Linked DNA regions of Pan troglodytes: region 1 is linked to region 2. A link is a contact called in public Hi-C data. All regions are on one chromosome and are shown on one strand. Each heading gives the region's core, a stretch centred on a gene start, on an enhancer-like site or on the middle of the called end of the contact. The rest is flanking DNA. Distances are from core to core; before and after follow the strand shown.

The links. Hi-C and Micro-C count contacts between places; a contact is called where the count stands out from the background.
Region 1: a Hi-C map of stem cell-derived neural progenitor cells shows a contact between it and region 2, with 2.9 times the contacts expected there. The contact joins two enhancer-like sites. A contact is called at or near these places in 2 of 7 Hi-C or Micro-C datasets (induced pluripotent stem cells and stem cell-derived neural progenitor cells).

What each region holds. Positions count from the first base shown.
Region 1 is chr23:30,738,706-30,742,940 of NHGRI_mPanTro3-v2.0_pri, forward strand. All of the region lies in intron 2 of TTC28 (tetratricopeptide repeat domain 28), which reads right to left. Among named protein-coding and RNA genes, the nearest start is that of TTC28, 93 kb to the right of the region's middle. Within about 2 kb of position 2,411, at least 2 of the 24 cell types and tissues checked have an H3K27ac peak or open chromatin away from gene starts, as enhancers often do. A contact at or near this core is called in stem cell-derived neural progenitor cells, where this site is marked.
Region 2 is chr23:30,182,303-30,187,047 of NHGRI_mPanTro3-v2.0_pri, forward strand. TTC28 (tetratricopeptide repeat domain 28) reads right to left here. Exons shown (of 22, transcript XM_009438072.5): 13 at 3,365-3,505. Among named protein-coding and RNA genes, the nearest start is that of PITPNB, 110 kb to the left of the region's middle. Within about 2 kb of position 2,564, at least 3 of the 24 cell types and tissues checked have an H3K27ac peak or open chromatin away from gene starts, as enhancers often do. A contact at or near this core is called in stem cell-derived neural progenitor cells, where this site is marked.

The sequences.
Region 1 (4,235 bases), core at 1,161-3,660, 560 kb after region 2:
ACTGAATGTAGAATTATAATTATTTTTATCTGAATCTATTTGCTTTTGTTTGACAAATCTGGTATTAATTCCTAAAGTAATTCATAAAATCTGATTTTTGGGAGAAAACCACTGACTCTTCAGATTTCAGCTATCTATCTCATTCTGAAAGTACAGCAAAGGCTGTCTCAGAAAGTTAAAATCTCAGAAGTTTCAAACTATATCCTTTGAGACTAAATGAAAATCAATATTTATTTAAATCAAATACTCTCATTCTATTATTATTTGACTTTGCAAAGCCTCTCTTCCTTAAGAAAAATATATTTATAAAAAATAAAGTAAAATTAATTTTAATAATTTTATACATCCAATATGGTTTGGATTTGTGTCTCCACGCAAATCTCATGTTGAATTCTAATCCCCAAATGTTAAGAGGACGGTCCTCATGCGAGGTAACTGGATCAAGGGGGCAGATTTCCCCCTTGTTGTTCTTGTGATAGTGAGTGAGTACTCACGAGATCTGCTTTAAAAATGTGTAGCACTTCCCCTTCACTCTCTCTTCCTCCTGTTCCAGCCATTTAAGATGTGTCTGCTTCCCCTTCACCTTCTGCTATGATTCTAAGTTTCCTGAGGCCTCCCCAGCCACACTACCCGTAAAGCCGGAAGAACCAACCTCTTTTCTTTATAAATTACCTAGCGTTAGGTATTTTATAGCAGTGTGAGAATAGACTAACACGACATCCTTTGAGATAATACACCCTATAATGTCACAAAATAGGGATGTAGTAATGAACTAATATTAGGAGATTCCAAAGGATAAATAATACATTTTAATTCAGTGAAGAAAAGTCTAAAGTAATGGAAGTATTTAAGGGAGGTAATTATCATGAGTAAAGGTCAAACACATACATACAATTTGAAATTTCAATCAAGTTAGGAGCATGATTCCACTAATAAATAGAATTCAACAATTTTTATCTACAGATATCATTGCAAGAATATTTCTTCCCTCTTTGGGAGGCCAAGATGGGAAGATTGCTTGAGCCCAGGAGTTCAAGACCAGCCTAGGCTGGTGAGACCCCATCTCTACAAACGAACAAACAAAAGAACATTTCTTCCTTTTGTAATATGGCTTTTTTCATATGTATCTATGTTAGTTGGCATAATCTTACAAATAAATCATATATCTGTAAGCTTGTAAACGATACATGGATATATGTGGTATATCAAATATCTAATACAAGGCCTTAAAGTTAAGGACTTTATAGACTTTTGAAAGAGTATATTATTTGGAACACTTTGGCAAGCACAATGTTTTATCTCAAAATATTATTAAGTGGTTTCCTTTTTTGAAAAAAAGCAACATTACTATAATAATTTTATGACCTATAAAGCAAAAATTCATACCTATAATTATCAAACATTTTTCTTAGATAATAATAGACGATTACTATACATGTTTTCAAATTTATCTTACCAGAATATATTGGGATGATTAACTGACCAAGCTCTGTCTAGTGCTGGAACTCAGAATGCCTTAAATATTGCTACAGCATTAAGGGGTGATAGGGAGAAGAAGATCCCAAAACGCAGAAGCAAAAATATTTATTTCTTAGTGCCACCAAGAAGACATAGTAGAGCTTAAACAGAACAACTTTAAAATTACACATAGATTATGTCTCACAGAGGATAAGTAAAATGAACTAAATAATCCAAGATGTTGAAAATTCATATTTCTTTCAAGGAAGACATGGCTGGTAACAGTACTGTATAAAAACAGTCTAACAGCTGCAACTGTGTATTACTTAAGGAGGACTAAAGACACCACCTAATTATTTTTTAATATCAAAATAGTAAATATAAACATTAAAATGAGAAAAGGAGATTGAAATCCATGAAATGATATATGCTAAATTTCAGGGTAACCTAACATGACTAGAAAACTAACGAATCTCAAAAAAATCCATTAAACAGTTTTATGTCTGAAAAATTGGAATGCATCTTTTTTGCAAATTAAAGACAGACTGTAAAGAAGGGTTAGAGTTGGAAAGTTCCCTGCTCATCAAATTAAAAACAAGAACTCTATTCATTAAAAAAAAAAAAAAATACTTATGTGGTCAAGTCACATTCTTTGTTTTAAAGTTTTTATATGCAACTTGGGGTAAACATTTTACTTGTGATTCATAATGAGAAATGATCAGTATAATGGGGGTTCCTACAGCACATGGGTACATTCCAGGTGATATGTCAGTAGCCATTTAAGATACCATAGGAAAGGAAGAAACACACCCTTAATACCCAGAGGAAAGAGTGTGTTCACATGATCAACAGCTGGACTTGATTAAAAAGAAATACCAGGTTAGGCTAGATGGTGGTTCTTCCATAGTTACATGACGACACAAATGAGAAATGCTGCATTTCTCACAGCCTGTTGCCTAGCGATCTCAATGCCTGCCTCTCTACCCACCCCCGCAATGCAACCACCTCTTCTCCCTTTCTTCCTCTACAGCATTTCAGTATTTTTCTCATTTTATAAAATCATTTTTTTTTAAAATGAGGACATCATAAAAAAGATTGATGTCACTTATAATTTGTGATTCATTTTCATTTTCATAAGCAGGATAAATAGAAATTGAAATTTTTTCTTCAAGAATTAAGTAAAAGTTATAAATGTGTACAATATTGCTTTAAATAAAATAAATTGCACTGGGACAGTAGAATTCCTGCTGAGGACTGAAAGTTAAAATGCCGGATAAAAAGCAAATGACTAACAATTCATTCTTCCTTAAAATCAGCTGTGCAATACAACAGAAGGTTAAGACAGAATGTAGTACTAAGAAAACAACACAGTTTTATGGAACTGTGAACTAAAGAGTTACATTAAATACCCATAATTCCTTGTGAAAATCTCTTTGTTTTTCTGCTTGTCAGCATCTGCATTTTACAGCTGCTTCTTTCAATATGGACCATCTTGCAGAAGTTCAGGAACTTAAAACATTAATATCCAGGAGCTTTAAAAAAATCACAGCATTAATAACTTACACAGATAGGAGTAAAACAGTTAACAAAATTCTTGACTATAAGCTGAGCAGAAAATAAATCTGAAGACTGGAGATGACTATTTACAGAATATAAGAATAAAAATATCTCTTTCAACTTGGCAAAAACATTTATACATGCAAAATTCTTTTAAACCCAAAAAAGCAGATGGGTCAATACCAGGTCTGAGGTATTATTTACCACAAGGTTAAAATCCCCAAAAACTAGTTATTCTTATAAATATATTCTAATTATCTCAATCATGTATTATTTTCTCTCTTTCTCCGTTTTTTTATTTTGTTTTGTTTTTGTTTTTGTTTTTGGCACAATCATAGACAGCTGACTGCAGCCTGAAACTCCTGGGCTCAAGCGATCCTCCTACCTCAGCGTCTCAGGTAGCTGGAACTACAGGCACATTCTTTTCTCAAATGAAGACCATGTTTTTTTCTTCTGAAATAGCCTGATGCAAGAAACAAAATTCCAGCAGTATTCCATTTCTTTATTTCAACATAATTCCTTTTCTTCCTCATTATTCCAACATAATGACAAAAGTAGCTCTCGTATCTCCTGATACCACCATTGCTCCTACTGCTCATTCAAAATATTCATTTCAAGACAGGCTTCTCCCTAGGAACCTGGACTCTTGCAGGTTAACAATAGGATCTCTGTAGCATCACCACCTTTACTTCCTTTGTCCAACCTAGCTAAATCTGGTGTAATTCTAGCCTGTCTCTCTCATTTTTTGATATCTTGGATCCATATCAGCCATGTCCAATAGAACTTCATGTAGTAATGGGAAGATTCTATATCTAAGCTGACTAATAAAGTAGCCATTAGTCACATGTGGCTATTGAATGTTGGAAGTGTAGCTAGTGTAACTAAGAGACTGTTTTTAATATTGTATTTTATTGTAATTAACAAGTTTAAATTTAAATAGCCACATATATCTAGCACCTACCATACCGGACAACACAAATTTAGATTGAGTCCTTTTATTCCTACCAGAAATTATTTACTTCATTTTGCAGGTGATGGAGAGTTACTAAAAAGTTGGACTTATATTTTAGAAACCTGTTTACATTTAGAAAGCTTTCTCTGTCTGCTTTACAAGAGAATGATTTTAAGGGTTGGAAAGAAAAATAAATGATGAAGTTCTGAAAAGTGCTCATCAGATCTGACAATTAGGAGATCAATGGTAAACTTGGACTGAGAAGTTA
Region 2 (4,745 bases), core at 1,314-3,813:
GGATGCTTGTTGCACCAATGGTGGCTTATAGAAGTCAGGAAACTTCTCTGGGATACTGGCCCTAAATGACTCTGGATGGGTGCACCTTACTTAATACCAACGCAGTCCCTGTCGTCCAGGATCCAGGATGCAGTCAAAAGCCTGTCCTGTTCTTCTTTGTCTTTTCTACAGCAAATGTGATCTGCTGACTGACCCAGGTCCGATCACATACGCACATATCATATATACATACCACACATAAACACACACATACAAATACAACCCTGCTCATACAAATACATACATACATTCCCACAGAACCTCCCCCGACACACGCACAGACACTTACATGCATGTGCTGGCCTACCAGTCCTCCGCGTCACTCCCAAAGGGTAGGGCTGCTGCTCTGCCCTCTGGGGCTCACACCAAGGTCAGGGTGCTGGCCAAGAGAAGGGTCTTTGTTTTTCATTCAATAGCAGTGCCTACCCTGGGTTCAAAATGCAAATGTGTTTTCTGCCAATAGGCAAGAAGAAAAATAGTGATTGCAGAGACCTCAAAAATGACAGCAGAACAAAGAGCAATTCCTGAAGTGGCAAGGGAGAAAAACCTAAAGCCAAGTCTCACTTGACTCGCATTAGCTACAGAGGCCTCATTGGCAAATCAGTCCAGGAAACCACCAAGGAACAAAGGGGCCAAGGAATCCATAAAATCACCGAGCTGGAGAGCCCCCGGAGAGGGAAGCCCTTACTGCTCCAGTACACAAGGCCCTACACACATGGTTGCTTCCATATCACCTCTGTTGGCTCCAGGCTACGAGCACTCTGCAAACACTAGCCACTATCAGCAATCTGCAGAAAAGCTACTTCTAGCCGCTCTGTTCAGTCACAAGCCAGTGCACTCTTAGCCCAGATCCCTGGCCATACATGGGACAGAGAGGGAGGCCTGGGACCCCACAGTAGGGCAGGGACAGGCTGGCAGGGAAGCTGCGAGGCATGTTTTGGCACCTGTTCACGGGCAGATCTCCCTCCTCTCTGGCCTATGTGTGCTCAGCTATAAGACGTGAGGCTGCACTGAAAGTTTGCCAGGGAAGCTTGCACTGTTCTAGCAAGGATACCTTTGCCTCCGTGGTTCCCTCAGCTGTAGCTCCACTCTCTTGTGGATGAAGGCCAGAACCCCCCTTCCTGGCTTCTGAGAGAGGCGCCAGAGAACACACAGTGTTGCAAACTTTCCTGGGCCTTAAGGGCTTACCACATTGAAGCGAGAAGAATGCCGGCTATTTCCCTCATCCAAAGGGTCGGGGTTGGAAGAGTCTGCAGAGACCCCTTCAATTCCTTTGCTTTTCTGAGGGTGGGACTGGATTGGGTCAGACCTTGCCAAGGGAGCTGGGTGCAAGCTCCGGGGCTGTGGGCCTTGCTGCTCCCCACTAGTCCCCAGGGCTGGGCACAATACTCAGCCTGGCTGGGGGCGGAGATTGTGTTGTATAAGCGAACCAACAAATTAATCTACAGCATTGTACTCACTGGAGCTATTGCAGGGCTGCTCAGAAGGACAGAAACCATCTTTCCAAAATGAGCACTCCACCATTCAAAGTGCACAGCACCCCAAGCCTAGGGTTGATAAGCTAGGGCCCTAGATATACCTGGCTTGACCCTTTTCTTCCATAGTGCTGAGGTCCTGGGGGAACTGGTTCCTGACTGCTGGAGTGCCTGCAACCAGGTCACCATGGATGCCTGACTGTCTGCTTTGGCAGCTCTCTCCTGTGAAGGACTTGAGGTAGGAAGGGAAGAAGGATGGGGAGGCTACAACCCAAGATGGCCAACAGCTGCTGCATAGGCACACAGACGTCTCATCCCTTCCAAAGTTTCTCCACCCACGTTAAGAATTTAAGTTTAGCACTATTCTTCCCACTTTACTCCAAACAACAGAAACCCACCAGTTGTTCAGTGCCTTCCACACATTAAGCCGGTCAGTGTGTTATTTATACATTGGCTCCTTTATTCCCACATTACAGGAACCCTGCAGGGTAAGAAGCCATCCCCATTTCACAGATGACGAGACTGAGGCTGACAGAGGTGAAACTGCCTCCCTAGTGTCCTACAGCTCGTGAGTGGCAAGGCCAGAGGCTGCACTCTGAGCTCTTCACACTCTAGTTTATCACCACAGTTTGCATCACCTGGCGGAGGTAAGTGTCACCTGCCTTCACTGGCTGAGAAGTTGGCAGAGCAAGAACATGTGTCCAGGCCCAATCCCAGGCCTCCGCAAACCTGGCTGCATCCCTACATGAAACCAAAAGCCATGAGGGACACCTGTGAAGGTGGCTGGGAAGAAGGAACTAAGGGTGAACTAGCTTGAAGTTTTGGCCTCCTTACAACCAGGCTGCCAGCTCCTACATCCCCTGCCCTTGGCTCCCTTCCCACTCAACTCAGCCCTGGGAAAGTCAACACACATTTGTCACCCTGACAGCACAATAATGAGAGGAAACCAGGGCCTGGAGTAGGAACAGACAGGGCGCACAATGCCCTGCACAGCAGGGCTGCCAAGCAGAGGCTGCCTCCCACCCAGTGCACAGTCACTTCCTGCCTGTGTTCTAGGGTCAACCAGCTGCCCTTTAAAGGCAGGCCTTCAGGCTGTGGCAGGGACCTAGGGAGTCTGTGATATCTTTCCAAAGAGGTCTATCAAAATGTACCCCTAGGTTGTTGCCAGGCAACCAAACAACAGTGGGACAGGTGTCCCTCAACCCCAACCGCCTGCCCTGTTTATCCGGACCCAGCTCGGGTATCACTCCTTAGAAAAAGATGAAGGGGTGTGCTGGCTTGGAAATTTCAAACTCGATTCATCTTAAAGCCATTAAGGCCTATTTGGTCAAGTGACAGGGAACTGAGGTCTTGGCACAGACGGGTGAGCCTGGGTCTGGATGAGTGCATTCCTAGGCCCAGTTTCTCCCTCCAACAGCACTAGCATTCTCACTCTCCCTGACCTCCCCGAATCTCAGGCCAGGAAGTCAGTGCAGGTACCTGGCCCAGGAGTTACCTGCAGAAGCTAGCAAAGAAGTATGTGAAGTTGCTCTGGCTTCTGCCTGATGTTTGGAAAGTCAGCTCTGAGGCTATGTGAAGAAGCAGCCAACTGTCCCCTAGGACTCCTATCCCAGCCAAATGAGGATTGTCACGTCAAGCCTGTCACTGTTTTCTCGCTTGAGCTGGAGATGCTGCTGTGAAGCAGAGGCCCTGACGGGCATGGGGCTGTGGAAGCATCATGCTTGCTGCTGCAAATGCATGACATGAGCCAGAAGTCTAACCAGCTGGAAGGAGCATCCACTGAAAGCACATTATCTGTGCTCAGAGCACCCTGCCCTGCACTGGGCCTGGGGAAAGTGCCCCACGCTCACCTGTTAAAGAGGTTATTGCGGCGAACCATCCGCAGAAAGCCAGTGGGGTCAGTGACTGAGTTGAGTTTGTTGTTCATCTCTTCAAATTGCTGGTCCATAATGTCTCCCGCTTCACTCTCTGTCTCACTGCTGGCACAGGCCCTGCAGGAAAAATTGCAGAAAAAGCCAATCAGAGAAAGGAAGCGCTGAGCTATGGAAGTCAGCTCTGAGGTCCTATGCCATTCTGTCACCAAACGAACCTCTAGTACCGTTGTCTCCAGATGACAGCATCACCCCACTCCCTCCTCAGTGTCCCTGAGGCCCTCTTCCTGAACTTCTTTTGTCCACTGCTTCTCAAGATGAACTCTGGTTGGTTGTTTATGGGCTGTCACCCCCGACTCTGCTGTGAACTCTCTACAGGCAGGAGCTGTGTCTGAATAAGAACTGTATTCCCAGCACCTAGCTTATGTATGACAGACTAGATGAGGTGCTGTCTGTTATGGGCTGGTCAGGCACTCTTCCCAGCGTACAGCTGAGGCAAGTGCAGCTGTGAGGCAGTCCTCCCTGCACAAGCTGCAGTCCAGTCCATTCCAGAAACAGTAACTAAATACCTACATTGTGTTGGGTACTGTCCTAGGCAAGGGGGACATGCAGCCTAAAATGGCATTTTCCAGATGAGGAGACAAACATGCTGACAAGTGGTTGCAATGCTAGCAGGGCAGGCACCGCTGGAAACGCAAACTTGAGAACTGCCGCTGATTTGGCCCATTTTTGAAGCTCAGCATGAGGAGGGGACCATTTTTGAATTAATAAATTCATATTTCCTCTATGACAGACTTTAACAGAACATCCCACAATCTGTTTTAAGTAAACAGAAATACACAGGAGTACCTTGATTCATCAGCATGATTAAAATGGCAAAAGGCTTATTAAATGTAAAAGCCATGCACTGTGTGCCCTGATGACACACGGACAGCCAGGCCAGGGCAAATGTGTCTGTGGGAGTGCCGCCAGCCTGCAGCCATCCTCCTCCATGCCACACCATGCCTCCCAACCAACTGAGGCTCACAAAGGCACATCTCTATGTTGAGCCCTCACCTATCCTAGGCATCAGGACCACATTCAGACTTTGCGGAGATGCTTACTGATACCTCGCCCCCAGATAACTCTAAGCCCACAGGAAAACTACTTTCAGACCTTCCTACTAAGGACTGGTGTGAAGAAGTGGAGGGCACCAGGGCACTGCAGGCAGCAGACAGAGTTGCAAGCCCCTCATGTGCTAGGCAGGTGGGACTCTGGAAAGGGGCAGACCTCCTGTCGCTGAGAGGAAGAGGAATAAGGCTTGGTGCATAGAGATTTGGGTTTAGGACAAACATGACCCACTTCAAATGGCCAAGCTGGC